Regions from separate parts of the Mus musculus genome. Here all the other regions are linked to region 1. A link is a contact called in public Hi-C and promoter capture Hi-C data. All regions are on one chromosome and are shown on one strand. Each heading gives the region's core, a stretch centred on a gene start, on an enhancer-like site or on the middle of the called end of the contact. The rest is flanking DNA. Distances are from core to core; before and after follow the strand shown. Region 1 holds the start of Pign (phosphatidylinositol glycan anchor biosynthesis, class N). Region 2 overlaps Tnfrsf11a (tumor necrosis factor receptor superfamily, member 11a, NFKB activator). Region 3 has its middle 15 kb from the start of Tnfrsf11a.

Region 1 (4,341 bases), core at 1,066-3,565:
CAAACAAACAAAAAAACCAAAGAAACCCTAAAGGCTATGATGTAGGTTAAAACTAAGTCTGGGCCAGGCGGTGGTGGCGCACGCCTTTGATCCCAGCACTTGGGAGGCGGAGGCAGAGGCAGGTGGATTTCTGAGTTCAAGGCCAGCCTGGTCTACAAAAGTGAGTTCCAGGACAGCCAGGGCTATACAGGGAAACCCTGTCTCATCTTCCCCCCCCCCCCCCCAAAAACAACTAAGTCTGGGATGTACATAAAGTAATATATATATAAAATAAGTGAAAATTTGAGTCCCAGTGAGATAGTTTGTCAGGTGACAATGTTAGATAATTTAGACATTATAAAAGAAGGAAATGTGCTTAGGATTACTCTGATAGAGAATTCACCCTTCCCAGTGTTATGACATCAAACTTTAGCAACTTCAAGCCTCTGGTATCATGCAAAAGTATAGACATTTAGAAATCAATCAGGCTTATTTATTAGTAAATTCCAGTTGGGTTCACAGAACCAAAGTATTAGCATTAGTATGGAAAAATTTGATGCCTCTTAAAGATGACAGTGAGAATTCTCATTAAAGCTTATATATAAATAATGACTAGGCCAGTGATTACTCTGCTAAAAATGAATGATTGTAGCAAGAAAAGAAAGAAAGAAAAAAAAAGAAAATAAGTGAGAGTCACTTATTCAGAGAAAAACAATCCTTCCCAGTGCTATGTTGAAAAGAAAGCTGGTAAAAGATCCTTGGTCTGTTTGTTCCACAGCTTTCCTGTATACGGAATACTATTGAAATTGGGGTAGTGAAACTGATTTCAAACAGAAAACATTCTATGAAGCAGACACATCTCATTTCCTTCTTTTTATTAGCATATATTAATGATACAAAATAATGGAAAAGCAAAGACAAAAGATCTTCAGTGGATTGAACTTCAGTACAGAGGGCTGACATTTCCTGTTTGTTCTTTTTCTTGAGTCAAAGAATTACTAAGAAACATTTTATTTCCTCGTAGTGTGATTCAACAGCCTGGGGAAAAAAGGAAAACTGCCTAGAGAAAAATGCCCAGGCAATAAGGAAGCTTTCTAGAGTGCCATAATACTCAATAAACTGGAAACCCTGATGTTATAGGTCCCAACACCAACGGGGAGCCAGGAGCTGTACAACACCTGCCAAAGATCGGAAACCAATGCAAAGAAGAGCTACAGCAGGATCTTTCTGTTTGCAGTACACAGGACACCTCGCATCTCACTCAACATACTCTCCCTTCTCAAGACGACCCTAGACTCAGTACCCGCCCACAATCCCCTTCAGCTGCACTCCAACTCTAATCCCCCATCTGCAGGTGTGACAGGCGACGCCTACTTACTGAGCTGTCCTCCGCCCGACGTCGTACTCGGTTCCCGACCTCCAGCGCCTCCGACGATGGAGGCGCCAGGGATCCCGGGCGCCCCCATCCCTGGGGGGGTCCCACTCTGCCTCTCGAAGTTGCCAGGATTGGAGAAGTAATCGCGCAGTCGTGGTAGCTCGCGGCCGCTCTCCAACAGCTCGGTGTGCAGCTCCAGGGCGGTCAGCAAGTATTGATCGCGCAACAGCTGAGCGGCGATGGCATCGATTGACAATCGGGCAGGGGTCTCCCCGCTGCCCCCCGGAGCCGCCGGGGCGGCGGACATCTCCACAGCGAGCCCCGGCCGCGCGCTGCTTCCCAGGGCCATGGGGTCCTGTGGCGACAGGGAGCCTGCAGAACCAGGATCTAGGCCGACCCCGGCACCCAGCCGAAGTCCTGCCCGCCGGTCCTCGGTTGCCGCTACCTCGTCGTCGTCCTCATCCGAATCACTGAGGAAAGGATTTACTCCGCTACCACTGCCACCACCTCCGGGCGCCATCGCCGCCATCTTATTCTGTCAGGAATGTGGGTGCTTCCCTGCTTGGCCCGACAGGCCCTCAGCCTGAATCCCCGTTAGGTCCCGAGAGCCGCCGACCACCTAGGCAGCCCAGGCCGACCGCACCTCTCCTCACCTAGAGCCTAGGCCGGACTGGGAGGCAGGAGCCCGGTATGCAGCAGCACCTCCCGTCTCAGCCGCTGCTGCACCAGTAGCCGACTCTGCAGGCGTCTTCCTGGTCCCTAGTCTCGCGAGAACTGGCTTGGTCCCATCTTCGCCCCGCCCCGTCCCCGCCTCAGCCCCACCCACCTCTGGCCTTGGAGTGGCAAGATCGAAGGAACCGCTCCAGGCTCAAACATAAGACCCCGCCCACAAGCTCTCGAGGATTGGCTGGAGTTACAGGACCTGGCCAGAGAGTTATCGCGAGAGCAGCGAAGGCCTGGGGCAGGTTGGGGGCGTTCCCTGGAGCAGTAGAGGTGGAGGTCGCTGAGGGGTACGATTTGGCTGTGGTTTTTGAGGGTTGAAGGGAACCCTCCCGACATCTTTCACCGCCCTGGGTCCTGCCTTCGTTCTGAGGAGGTCCCGTTCCCAAGACTGGGCCTGAGCCGGATAGTTCTCAGGTAAAGTCCCGGGACCCTTGCACTTAAGGTGTTCCCACGCCCGCTTCTCCCTTCACGCTTCAGTTTTTTGTCGCTGTTTGCTGTCACCGCCCAGATAGCAAGTGCTCTGAGCAGCGGTCAGAATCTGGCTTCTTTGCTCTTCCCTAGTTTCCCAGCCATCTGCTCTCTCCCCTGGAGATCTGGCGACGGCATGGCCTCCTTGTGGTTAAGGAGGGCGCCTTCCCGCCCCCTCCGTCCGGGAATAGGACTTAGAAAGCTGAAGGGTGCAGATAGAGCCTGGACGGAAGTTGCAACATTTGAGTTTCGAGATGCCTTTACACTCATCTGTGAACAGCCTGGTCTTGGACGACAAACTAAGTAATATGTAAACCCATGGAAATTAACATACACTTTACATCAAAGGAACTTTTCAAACTATCAGCGCTATCTCTTCAGTACAACTAAGTTGTCTGGGCCGCTTCAGTGGCCTGGTCATGTCCACTGCACTAGGACACATTCGTTGGAACAAGTATCACCTATCTTTTGTCCAAAACCATTCTTTTCCACAATCCCCTGAAACCTTGCTAAGTCCATTTAGGCTAGAATCGAGGTTTTCTTTATGGATCAATCAAATTTTAGCGATTTAAAAAATTGTACTCTGTAGAGAGATTTGATGGCCTTTATGAAACATTTAGCACATAACTATACTCGTAGGTTTGGAATATCATTTATCCTTTATGCTATTCCTTGATTGTAGTTTGAGGTGATAAGAAGTTTCCCTGTCGCTATTAGACTCCTAGCCCTCATATCTTCTATTTTGTTAAACATAGAATGCCACTTTTTCCTGGTTTTAGAATTAAGTTCTTATTAACACCAGGTCCTAACAGACAACAAAATAAATAGCCAACAGTGCTAACCATCTGCTCTGATATATATAATGAAGTATCTCCTTTATCTTTGTGGAAAATAAAAATAGAGCATTGTTATATGACCTCAGGTCTGGTTACCGGTTTACATGTAAAGTATCCCAGCAGTTAAGTGTAGGTTTTAATTTCAGTTTAATCAGTCTCACAGGAAACTAAAATTTCATTTGAATGAGGCTCTGAAATGCTTTCTTTGGTTGGTATTACTATATAGTTATTATTTGGGCTTTTTAACAGGAGCTTTTAAAGTATGTTACATGTGATATGAAGGTGGGAGGGGGAATACTGGAGGTTGGGGTGGGTGGTTTAAATGAGCATAGGAGACCGGGAGATGGGGAGAAAGTTAGCCCAAATAGTAAAAGACCATAAAGACCCTTGCTACATTGTGAAGCAATTTAAAAATAGTGTTAGTAGTAAGGATTTTTTTTTAAATAAGACTTTTAGCTTCCAATTCGTTGGACTAAATGCTGTACTGTGCTATTTATTAATGAATCTGGAAAAAAATCCTCAGTAACATGGCAATAGTATAGAATGAGCAATATTTTAATGTTTCACATTTCTTAGCAAAAGGGGGTATCAGTTCTAACTTTGATATTGTCAAAGAGATTAAAAATGTAACCAAATTTTGGAATGGAGGATTAGTGAATGGCATGGGAAAAACATGAGCAGAAATGTGTATTTTCTTCTTCTTTGTAATGGCGATGCTTAGAAATATACTTTTAGGGTGCCTGAGGAAAACTGCTCTTAAAATAATAGAAGGGCACATCATATACATATCATTTATTGTGAGACGTTGAAAATGTTTGGACCTAAATTCTCCCATCTTCTCTTACATTCATCTGCCCAGAGAGATAATGAAAGTACATAGAATTGTGAATGTTCTTGCCACAGTGCCTGGTAGCTGGTTGGCAGCAAATGTTAGTGTGGTCAGTGTCTTAGTTAGGGTTT
Region 2 (4,341 bases), core at 609-3,108, 120 kb before region 1:
CAGTGGGGTCTTCATCCTGCCTATCTCATCCTAAGACACCCCTAGGGCAGGATATGGCTCTGTAGATTCCAGAACACACATATGCACCCAGCTAGTTCTTGGGTCTTTAGATGTTTACTGGGGAACCTCAGTTCTAGGTTGAATACAACACCTCAACACTTTAAATGTCACCTTTTTTTTTTTTTAAAGGAAAGTTCAATTTCACATGAACCTGAAAATGCTTTGGTTTGTATCAAGTACTTCTAAGTTGCCAAAGTACTTAGGTTGTTTGCCTAGCCTCTGCCTTCTGCTTGCTTGCTGTCTTAGTAAGTCTGAGAGCATCTTTTGCCACCTGCACCACAGGCAGAGCTAGCAGCTCTAAAATCTCCCCTACACTCAACTCTCTCACCATTGCCCTGACCTGATTTGAGCCTTCTCTAGCTCTTCCTCGAGCCAAGGCAGAGGCCTCTTTGCTGGCCCACACCAACCCTGCTACCCCTCCCCTTGACACCCAAATCTGGTCAGGTCTCTCTCCAGATCACAAGTAGCAAGATTATATCTGAACCATTCTGCTTGCACCTAAAGCCTAGAGGGCTGCCTCATGCCTTCTCTCACTGTCTAACACCCTTGAATCCAGGAATGCTGGCCTCTAGAGTTCCAGAAAACACAACACCAATGAGCCTCCTTCCGTTACCCCAGAAGACAGACTCAGCGGCCACCTCTCTTCCCTAGCATTCACTTTGGGTTGGGATGCTCCACCCTGAAAATATTCCACTGTCTTCACACGACTACACTTCTGGTCTCCTAAGGAGGCTTTGTCTTTCAAGTCTGTTTCCTTTAGCCTGTTATAGTGTCTAAGTGGTAGGGGGTGTTGATCTTGATATATTAAATGTGTGCATTTAACACATTTCCCTTCCCTGCTCATAGCGGAATGCCCGTGCATCGTAGCAGCCCCCAGAACAAAAGCAGATATAAAGTTGTCATCAGGCAGCTGAAAAGAATGTGTTTCCACATGCTCGCTGGGGGGGGGGGGGGGGGGTCTTTGGTCGCTTCTCAGACAGAATGGAACATGCTGCTGTGAGAACAGCAATATCAGCCAGTCTTCTGGTGACAGAGGTAGACTGGGAGCATTGGGAGTGGGAGGTGGGGAGGGGTAGAGGTGAAGAATGGGGGTGGGGGAGGGGATAGGGCCTGGAAGGGAACACTGGCAGGAAACACACCTCATTCATCTCTCAGAATCAGGACAGAAAATACCCACAGGACTTCCAACTTCAAAGCACCTGACCAACTTCGGAGGGACCAAGCCTGTTGGCAGAAGCCCACAGCTCCTTCCTGGTTCCTCTGGCCTCAGTGTTTGCTGGCAAACAGTATGAGCTAAACTTAACCTGTCTTTCTAGCTGTGGATACTCAAGCACCCAGACAGAAGCCCACAGTAAACTTGGGCAAGGGCGCAGCTGCAGAAGGAAAAACTGCCTAGGTGAGAAGCCCTTCCCTTAGTCAGGGGCACACAGTGGTAAAGTTAGGGACTTACGGGCAGCCGGATGCCCTTGTAGGTGAAGAACAGGAAGCTGCAGGAAGAGAAGCCACCAGCTCTTGCAGGGTCAGGAGGAGATGCCAAGTCTGAAATAGCTGGATAATGACTATTGGGGCATGCACAGACTTTCATTACAGGGGAAACGCACAGACATTCCTAGAATCCATCAAACACCTAAGGTGGGAAAATTGCTCACTTTCCCCCTCTGCACTCCAAAAATAAGAAAATTCAACAAGGGACTTTTTTCTGATACTTCCACGGCAGATAAAGTTCACTCTACACCTTCTCAAAACAGCCCTCTCTAGAGAGAGCTGAGCCTGGAACTCCCCTTTCCAGGGCTTCATAAAACAGTGATTTATTGACCTTCAGAGAGTCCATTGTTACCTTTTTCCTGGTGTAAGAACAACTGCAGGGTAGATAACGAAAAAGCAAGCTCACAGTCCCTGACTGACAATGCTTCTATCACAGTCCCAGAGGCCAAAGGAAGCAAGAGGAGAGACATCTTAAGTCCCAGCAACCCAACATCTGAAAGCTCATAACTGTGTGTCCATGTTCATAAACAAAAAGCTAATCCATACACAGGTCTCCCAACTAAAATGAGGCAGTGAGGCACAAAGCTCAAATGTAGCCACGGCCTAGGGGATTTCCTTGGAAGGGGCCCCATAGGCTTTTCCAGAGCCTCCTTCTTTATAGCCTGCCTTACCACCTCAATAAAGGCTGTGTCTGAGTTATCTCAAAACTGTAAAGGTTTAATGCCTCATCTGTTTGGTGCGTTTCCTGAATTCAGGGCCTTGTGCTAATCTGTAAGGTCATAAACACTGGTGGTTTCTCATTGGCAAGATCCCTTTATGTCTAAACCACACGCACCATCCCCTTGACCTAGAAAGCTTTCTTCCTGACCCACCTCTTGGATCACTTCTTCTCTGAAGCTTGATCTCCCCATCCTTCAAAGACTACTTGAGAAAACTCTTCTTCCCAAAGCACGCCCTCTCCCTCCTCCCTCCTCCCTCCTCCCTCCTCCCTCCTCCCTCCTCCCTCCTCCCTCCTCCCTCCTCCCTCCTCCCTCCTCCCTCCTCCCTCCTCCCTCCTCCCTCCTCCCTCCTCCCTCTCCAATGTGCTTTTCTTATCACACACTTCTTTATGACCGGTACAGCTTCTCCCATTGTCTCTGCCTTTAGACTATAACCTGGGCAGATCCAATTACACATTTGCTCGGTTTTTTTTGTTTTTGTTTTTGTTTTTGTTTTTGTTTTTTCTAGACAGGGTTTCTCTGTATAGCCCTGGCTGTCCTGGAACTCACTCTGTAGACCAGGCTGGCCTTGAACTCAGAAATCCACCTGTCTCTGCCTACCAAGTGCTGGGATTAAAGGCGTGCGCCACCACGCCTGGCTGTGCGGTTTCTTAATGGCATGTTTTACACTCTGTAAATGGCCATCGAGGGAATCAGCCCCAAGGTCTTAGGTAACCTGGTATGTGTACGCATAGTTATCTCAGGGACAACTGTGCAACTGAACTATCAACATAAGGCTTAAGACATTTTAAAAGCATATTTTCATTAGCTCTGAAAACAAATTCAGTTGAAATTATGGGAAGACAGATATAAGAGAGCATGGCCTTCCACTGGACACAAACAAGGCCTCCCGAGAGCACTCAGGGTTGGTCACCTAAGTGGAAATGATCTATGCAGAAGTCTGCATATGGTTCATATGCATATAACTAATGCTCAGAGTGAATCTTCATGGTGTAATGTCCTCTAAATAATTTGCGTTTTAGTAGCACATATTCCCAGTAAGCTTACTGAGGAACAATAAACTTACTGGGAGGTGAAATGGCTCATCAGGCAAACACACCTACCACCGTGCTTTCTGAATGGAGCTTCATCCTCAGACCCACAAGGCTGGGGGTAGAGCTGGCTTCCAGGCGAATTATCCCCTGAGCCAGTGTTTCTCATCCTTCCTCATGGCTCAACCCTTTGATGTAGTGCCTCATGTTTTGGTGACCTTCCCCACCCATAAAATGATTTTCATTACTACTTCATAACTGTAATTTTGCTAATGTCATACATTGTAATTGAAATATCTGATATGCAGGATACTTGATGTATGATCCCTGTGAAAGGGTCATTCGACCTCCAAGGAGGTACACCCACAGGCAAGAACGGCCATGAGTCTGCTCTCTAGCCCACAGCTCACAATAGTTTTAAAATATATACATGTACATATATACATATTTGTACATATATATATATATATATATAGTTACAAATAAAAAATGTATGTAATTAAAATGCCTCAAAGAAAAGCAGAAGAGAAAAAGAAGGTAGGGACGGGATGATCTGAGAGATCAACTTAAGCCACATACAGTCAGTTCACTGTGCCCACGAATTCTGCACACAATTCAATCAACTGCTGATCAAAGATACAACTTAAAATCTGTGACTATGCTGAACATGCAGCAACTGTTTTGGGTTACTGCTCACTAAATAAGATAGCATAACAAGCACACACACTTGCCCTGAGCTGAGGAAACCATAGGAGGAGGTGGAGGATGTAGCTTAGTGGTGAGATGCTGGTCTTCGCAGACCAGCCCCTGGTCCTCGCAGACCAGCCCCTGGTCCCATACCCAGCACAGCCAAGAACACACCCAGCACATGCCTGCACACAGACATACATACAAAATAGGAGAACTGCCAGCTAGTTCCAAACGCTATGCTAGTCTGTTATTAGAATCAAATGTGGGTACGTTTTTCCCTCTCACTGTGTGGTCAGGCAGGTTTTCTGAGGCAGCTAGCTATTGATAGAGACCCGGTTTTTTAGTTTTTGTTTTTG
Region 3 (4,341 bases), core at 559-3,058, 100 kb before region 1:
TCTTGTCTACACAAGGCAAGCATTTTATTAACTGAGTAACCACCCTAGCCTTTTAATTCCCTCCCGACTTCCACATTGTTCCTGTAAGTATTAAGCTTACTATTGGTGTTTGGAAATAATCCTGACTGTAATAAGAAAAGTCTCGTCTGTTTGCTAAGGTTTTTATTTTTTCATAGATTTTTAAAATTTTTTAAAGTATTTTTTGTTAAAACCATGTATATTCTGTTAATATGGTAAAATATGATTAATATGGTCAAAGTGAAATTGACACAGTCTCTTGAATAAACTCAACACAGTGAAGTTGATTTACCTTGCTACATGCTGGGTACAACATGGGCTTGCGGAGTTGTTTGTCCTTAGCCCACAAGCTAGCTGACCATCTAGAGCTCACCTGTGGAACAAAGGATGTGTGAAGGGGATTTTAAGGATGATACTTCTCACCTCTCATCTCTCTGGTAGAATTCACCAATAAAGCCTTCTAGACAGTGGTGCATTTTCTGTTTGTTTGTTTGTGGTGTGATTTTTAAAATAAGAGTCCAGTTTTAAATAGATAAAATAATACTTTGATCTTCTATTTCTCCTTGTGTTGGTTTCAGTAAGAGTTTTTTTTTTTTAAACAAACAGAAATATATTTATTCCTTCTAAACCTTTTAATCCATCATTATGAGTTCACTCATAATATTTCATATATTTTAAGGTTTATAGAAACATTTCACTTCTACTATTCAAAATTTATGCCTTCTCCTTTTTTATGCTTTGCTGGGGCTTTATCAAATTTGTTAGTCCTGACAAATAACAAGCTTCCAGCTTTGTTAATTTCTACTGGGAACTTTGGTTTTCTGATCCATTAACTACTCCTCTTTCTCAAATGTCTTGAGGTCACAGGTGATTTTGAGCCATTCATACTTTGTAACTGATACATTTAAAACTACATGTGTATTTTATCATAGTATGGTGTTAACTCTATCTTCTAAGCTTTGATGTATTTGAATTTTTTATTATTAATAAAATATTTTCAGGTTCCCATTGTTCTTCCCACCGCCACCCCCAACCTGCTTTGGTTTTTTTTTTTTTTTTTTTCTTTAACATCTTCTTTAATACGACATTACAGCACACGTGAGGGCTCAAGTGTGTCAGCTAAACATGGGGATGACAATGGAAACAAGTTTAATGTGAACCCCATTCCTTTTGACAACATACAGAGTACAAACAGATCAGTCCCCTCTTGCTATTTTATATCACCTTTGAAGACAGCAAACAGTTTTTAAACAAACTCGTCTGTTAGGAGACTCTGCACACTAAATTACAGATGCTCGAGTTGTCGTTTCCTCCTTACAGCAGGTTTAACTGCAGCACAGGGCAGGACCGTGCTGGCAATCCCCACGCTCAGAGTGAAGAGCCATCACCTACTCCCTATCACTGAGATACAGAGTGAAATACGGTGTCTTCAGCTGCTCAGAAAACAGTTAAGTACAAGACTGAAAATGTTCTATTCTGAATTACGACAGTGAAACAAACAAAAAGATTTAAATCAAAAATTGCGATCAGGCGCTGAATAACCAGTTTGTCACTAAAAGAAACCGCACATCTGCATAGAGCACTTTCAGAAGCTCTAACATTGCCATTGAACTAGAACGTAAGATCCACAAGAAAACTCTAGTCAGCAACATTGTAACTAACTCTAGTCAGCAACATTGTAGCAAGAGTGGATACCAAGTGTGAGAGGCAGGGAATTAAATAGAGGGACTGTACTTCTGCGAGGGAGGCTGGGGACAGGGCTGCTGTGCAGACTACAAGCACTAGACTGTCCCTGGAGTCGCCTTCCTTCAAACACAGCCGCATGAGCCAGGTGCTCAGAGTATGCTAAGCTGTTCACTAACTGCCCAGGCTACATCACGAGGGATCCGTTTGTTATCCACAGGTCAGGGCCACAGCTCTAAGCAGCTGTCAGTATTACGTCACCATCCAAACTTAAGCTGAGTTCCAGCAGACTTGCTTGTAACCTACACCAGCAGAACTAGTTAGTCTTCCTTCACCGGCAGACTTTACCTTATCCTACAATGCTCTGCTCGGTCAGGTGGAAGTCAGACTAGACAGCCTTTGATTTCAGGAGCCAGCACTAAGGCTCTAAAATTAGAGTTTGATTTGAAAGACAAAGAATGTTCTGCGAATTAATCTGAAACAAATCATTCTATTCTTGTTAAATGTAAAAATTCACTCATACAATTAGCTAGATAACTTTCAAAATCTTTCAAAAATTATAGTTCAATTTCAAATGGAAGAATTTGAACAATTTGCAAAGACACAGGCCTTTATAGGTCACACTTGTTCCCTCACACATTGTCCAGAAGGGTTCACTGGCAACTCTACCAATTGTATGAATTGAATCTGTCATCTACAATGACTCCCAGATAGACACACAGGAAATGATCCGAAGTGGGGAATGGTGTGTAGCTGTGAATACACGGAAGCAGATCAGCCATTCTTTAACCGCATCAGCTGCCAATAGAATCATGCGCATGATTTAATGAATGAGTCTGCTCTAGTTTAACAAACCTGCCACTGAGCTGAGAAAGGGAGAGAACTGCTCTTGCAACACTAGCTGATCAATTCATTTTTATAAGGCAAATAATAAGGAAAGTTAGAACAATTTCTAGAACCATTTATCCTGCGGTGTTGTAAAATCAAAGCACTACTTTATTAAATGAGTTATTTACACAATATGAACATCAATATAATTACAATTGTAAAAAAATTTTATAAGAAGAATGGACTGATTTTTTCATATTTCAACATCAGAGTCAACTGTACATTTACACAGAATTGTCTTTGCATGAAGCCCAAAGGGAAAGCATAAAAACGAGTGGTTCTGTAGCCCCTTTATTGTTTGTAAACAATAAACAAACTGTTCAACAGTTTATTTAAAAAAGCAGCTGCAGGTTTATTACCTAAGGTCTGAGACAGTATCAAAGGTGTCATGAAGTCACCTGTAAACAACTTTATGCCTGAACATCAGCCAATTCTGGAGGAAGTGGAGTCTTAGGGTGCTTGCTCTCAAAGTGCTGCTTGAAGGTCTTGGGGTCTGGCATTTGTGTCTTACAGACGGTGCAGGTATATATTAAGGCAGCTTTGGCAGCAGCCTTTTGGTCATGTCCTTGTTTCTTCTTTTGTCCAGCCTGCTTTTTGGCATTTTTCTGCTGAGACTGAATCTTCTGCTGTCCACAAGCCATATCCGGGCCGGGCCTGTCTGGCGTCCGAGAGACCGCGCAGTGCGAGAAGAGCTGGGCAGGACGAGTAGGGAAGGAAGGGTCGAGTCCTGCACCACTTCAGGCCTCCGTCACCCGCAGAGGAAGGACCAAGCAGAGCCCAGAGCACAACAGCCCGGGCCTCGCACACCCACCGCAGCGGGCGCCCTCTGTGCCCGAGCCCGAGGCAGGCCTGTCCTGCTTTGTTTTTGAGATGGGGTTTTTCTGCATATCCCTTGAACTCAGAGGTCTCCCTGCCTCTGCCTCCCCAGTGCTAGGATTAAAGGTGTATACTACCAACTGCCCAGCCATTGTTCTTTCTTCCTTAACTTTTATTTATCTATTTAATTCCTTTGTGGCCAGAGAGAAGCTTCAGTGGGATGTCACTTCTTTGAAACCTGTGGAGAGTTTTCTTAGTGGCCCAGCAAATAATCAGCTTTGGTGAATGTTCCATGCACAATGGACACTGTTTTTGTACTGCTGGGAACAGGCTTGTGTAAGAAGGCAAGTTTATAACTGCTATCCCCATGGTTGAGGTCATTAATGACCATTAAGCTGTTTTTCACCAGTTTCTGAGAGAATCATTAAGCAAAGTGGAGTAATATGACCTCTTAAGAGCTTCAGTCATTTTTTGCTTTAGTATACTTTGAAGCTTTTAAGTACAAAAGAAGTTGAGAGTTATTATCTAACATTCAACTTTCTCCCTCTGTAAGTTCCATGTTCTTTTCACGGGTATTCCACTGTGAACATTCCTTAGGTCTGATGTATTCTTGAGTTTTGGGTTAAGACAGGTTCTCATTTAGTGGCCCTGGTTGACCTGGAACTCACTACATAGATCAGTTTGTTTTGAATTCCCCTTTGTTTTAGGGTTTCCATTGCTGTGAAGAGACACCATAACCAAGACAACTCTTATAGCTTACAGGTTCAGTCCTTTATCAAGGCAGGAAGCATGGCAGCATCCATGCAAGCATGACACTGAAGGAGCTGGGAGTTCTGCATCTTGTTCTGAAGGCAAACAGGAGATTGGCTCCCGTGTGGCTAGAAGGATCTCAAAGCCCACCCCCAACAGTCATACTTCCTCCACTAGCTGGGTCAA

What was found. Promoter capture Hi-C pulls out the DNA fragments that hold promoters and counts their contacts. A called contact is a pair of places that touch in the nucleus more often than the background predicts.
Region 2: a promoter capture Hi-C map of trophoblast stem cells shows a contact between it and region 1, with 3 times the contacts expected there. The contact joins the enhancer-like site here to the promoter of Pign in region 1. A contact is called at or near these places in 13 of 39 promoter capture datasets (the C10 cell line, the HPC-7 cell line, embryonic stem cells and 8 more), 5 of 484 Hi-C or Micro-C datasets (the C10 cell line, Sertoli cells, Th1 cells and 2 more), 9 of 115 datasets of contacts at active chromatin or transcription factors (the SCID.adh cell line, bone marrow-derived dendritic cells, embryonic stem cells and 3 more) and 4 of 9 other capture datasets (adipose tissue, liver, macrophages and 1 more).
Region 3: a Hi-C map of Sertoli cells shows a contact between it and region 1, with 1.8 times the contacts expected there. The contact joins the enhancer-like site here to the promoter of Pign in region 1. A contact is called at or near these places in 3 of 39 promoter capture datasets (embryonic stem cells, liver and neutrophils), 1 of 15 datasets of contacts at CTCF or cohesin (CD8 T cells), 2 of 484 Hi-C or Micro-C datasets (Sertoli cells and bone marrow-derived macrophages), 5 of 115 datasets of contacts at active chromatin or transcription factors (the SCID.adh cell line, bone marrow-derived macrophages, effector CD8 T cells and 2 more) and 4 of 9 other capture datasets (adipose tissue, liver, macrophages and 1 more).

What each region holds. Positions count from the first base shown.
Region 1 is chr1:105,661,650-105,665,990 of GRCm38.p6, reverse strand. It overlaps Pign (phosphatidylinositol glycan anchor biosynthesis, class N), which reads left to right and starts at 2,315. Exons shown (of 31, transcript NM_013784.3): 1 at 2,315-2,491. It overlaps Relch (RAB11 binding and LisH domain, coiled-coil and HEAT repeat containing), which reads right to left and starts at 2,130. Exons shown (of 29, transcript NM_173187.4): 1 at 1,358-2,130. The coding sequence starts at 1,883.
Region 2 is chr1:105,782,353-105,786,693 of GRCm38.p6, reverse strand. The region is part of intron 1 of Tnfrsf11a (tumor necrosis factor receptor superfamily, member 11a, NFKB activator); the gene reads right to left. Among named protein-coding and RNA genes, the nearest start is that of Tnfrsf11a, 3.8 kb to the right of the region's middle. Within about 2 kb of position 1,858, at least 23 of the 459 cell types and tissues checked have an H3K27ac peak or open chromatin away from gene starts, as enhancers often do. A contact at or near this core is called in the SCID.adh cell line, bone marrow-derived dendritic cells, intestinal villus epithelium and 1 more, where this site is marked.
Region 3 is chr1:105,763,333-105,767,673 of GRCm38.p6, reverse strand. It overlaps the pseudogene Gm10193. Among named protein-coding and RNA genes, the nearest start is that of Tnfrsf11a, 15 kb to the left of the region's middle. Within about 2 kb of position 1,808, at least 7 of the 459 cell types and tissues checked have an H3K27ac peak or open chromatin away from gene starts, as enhancers often do. A contact at or near this core is called in the SCID.adh cell line and Sertoli cells, where this site is marked.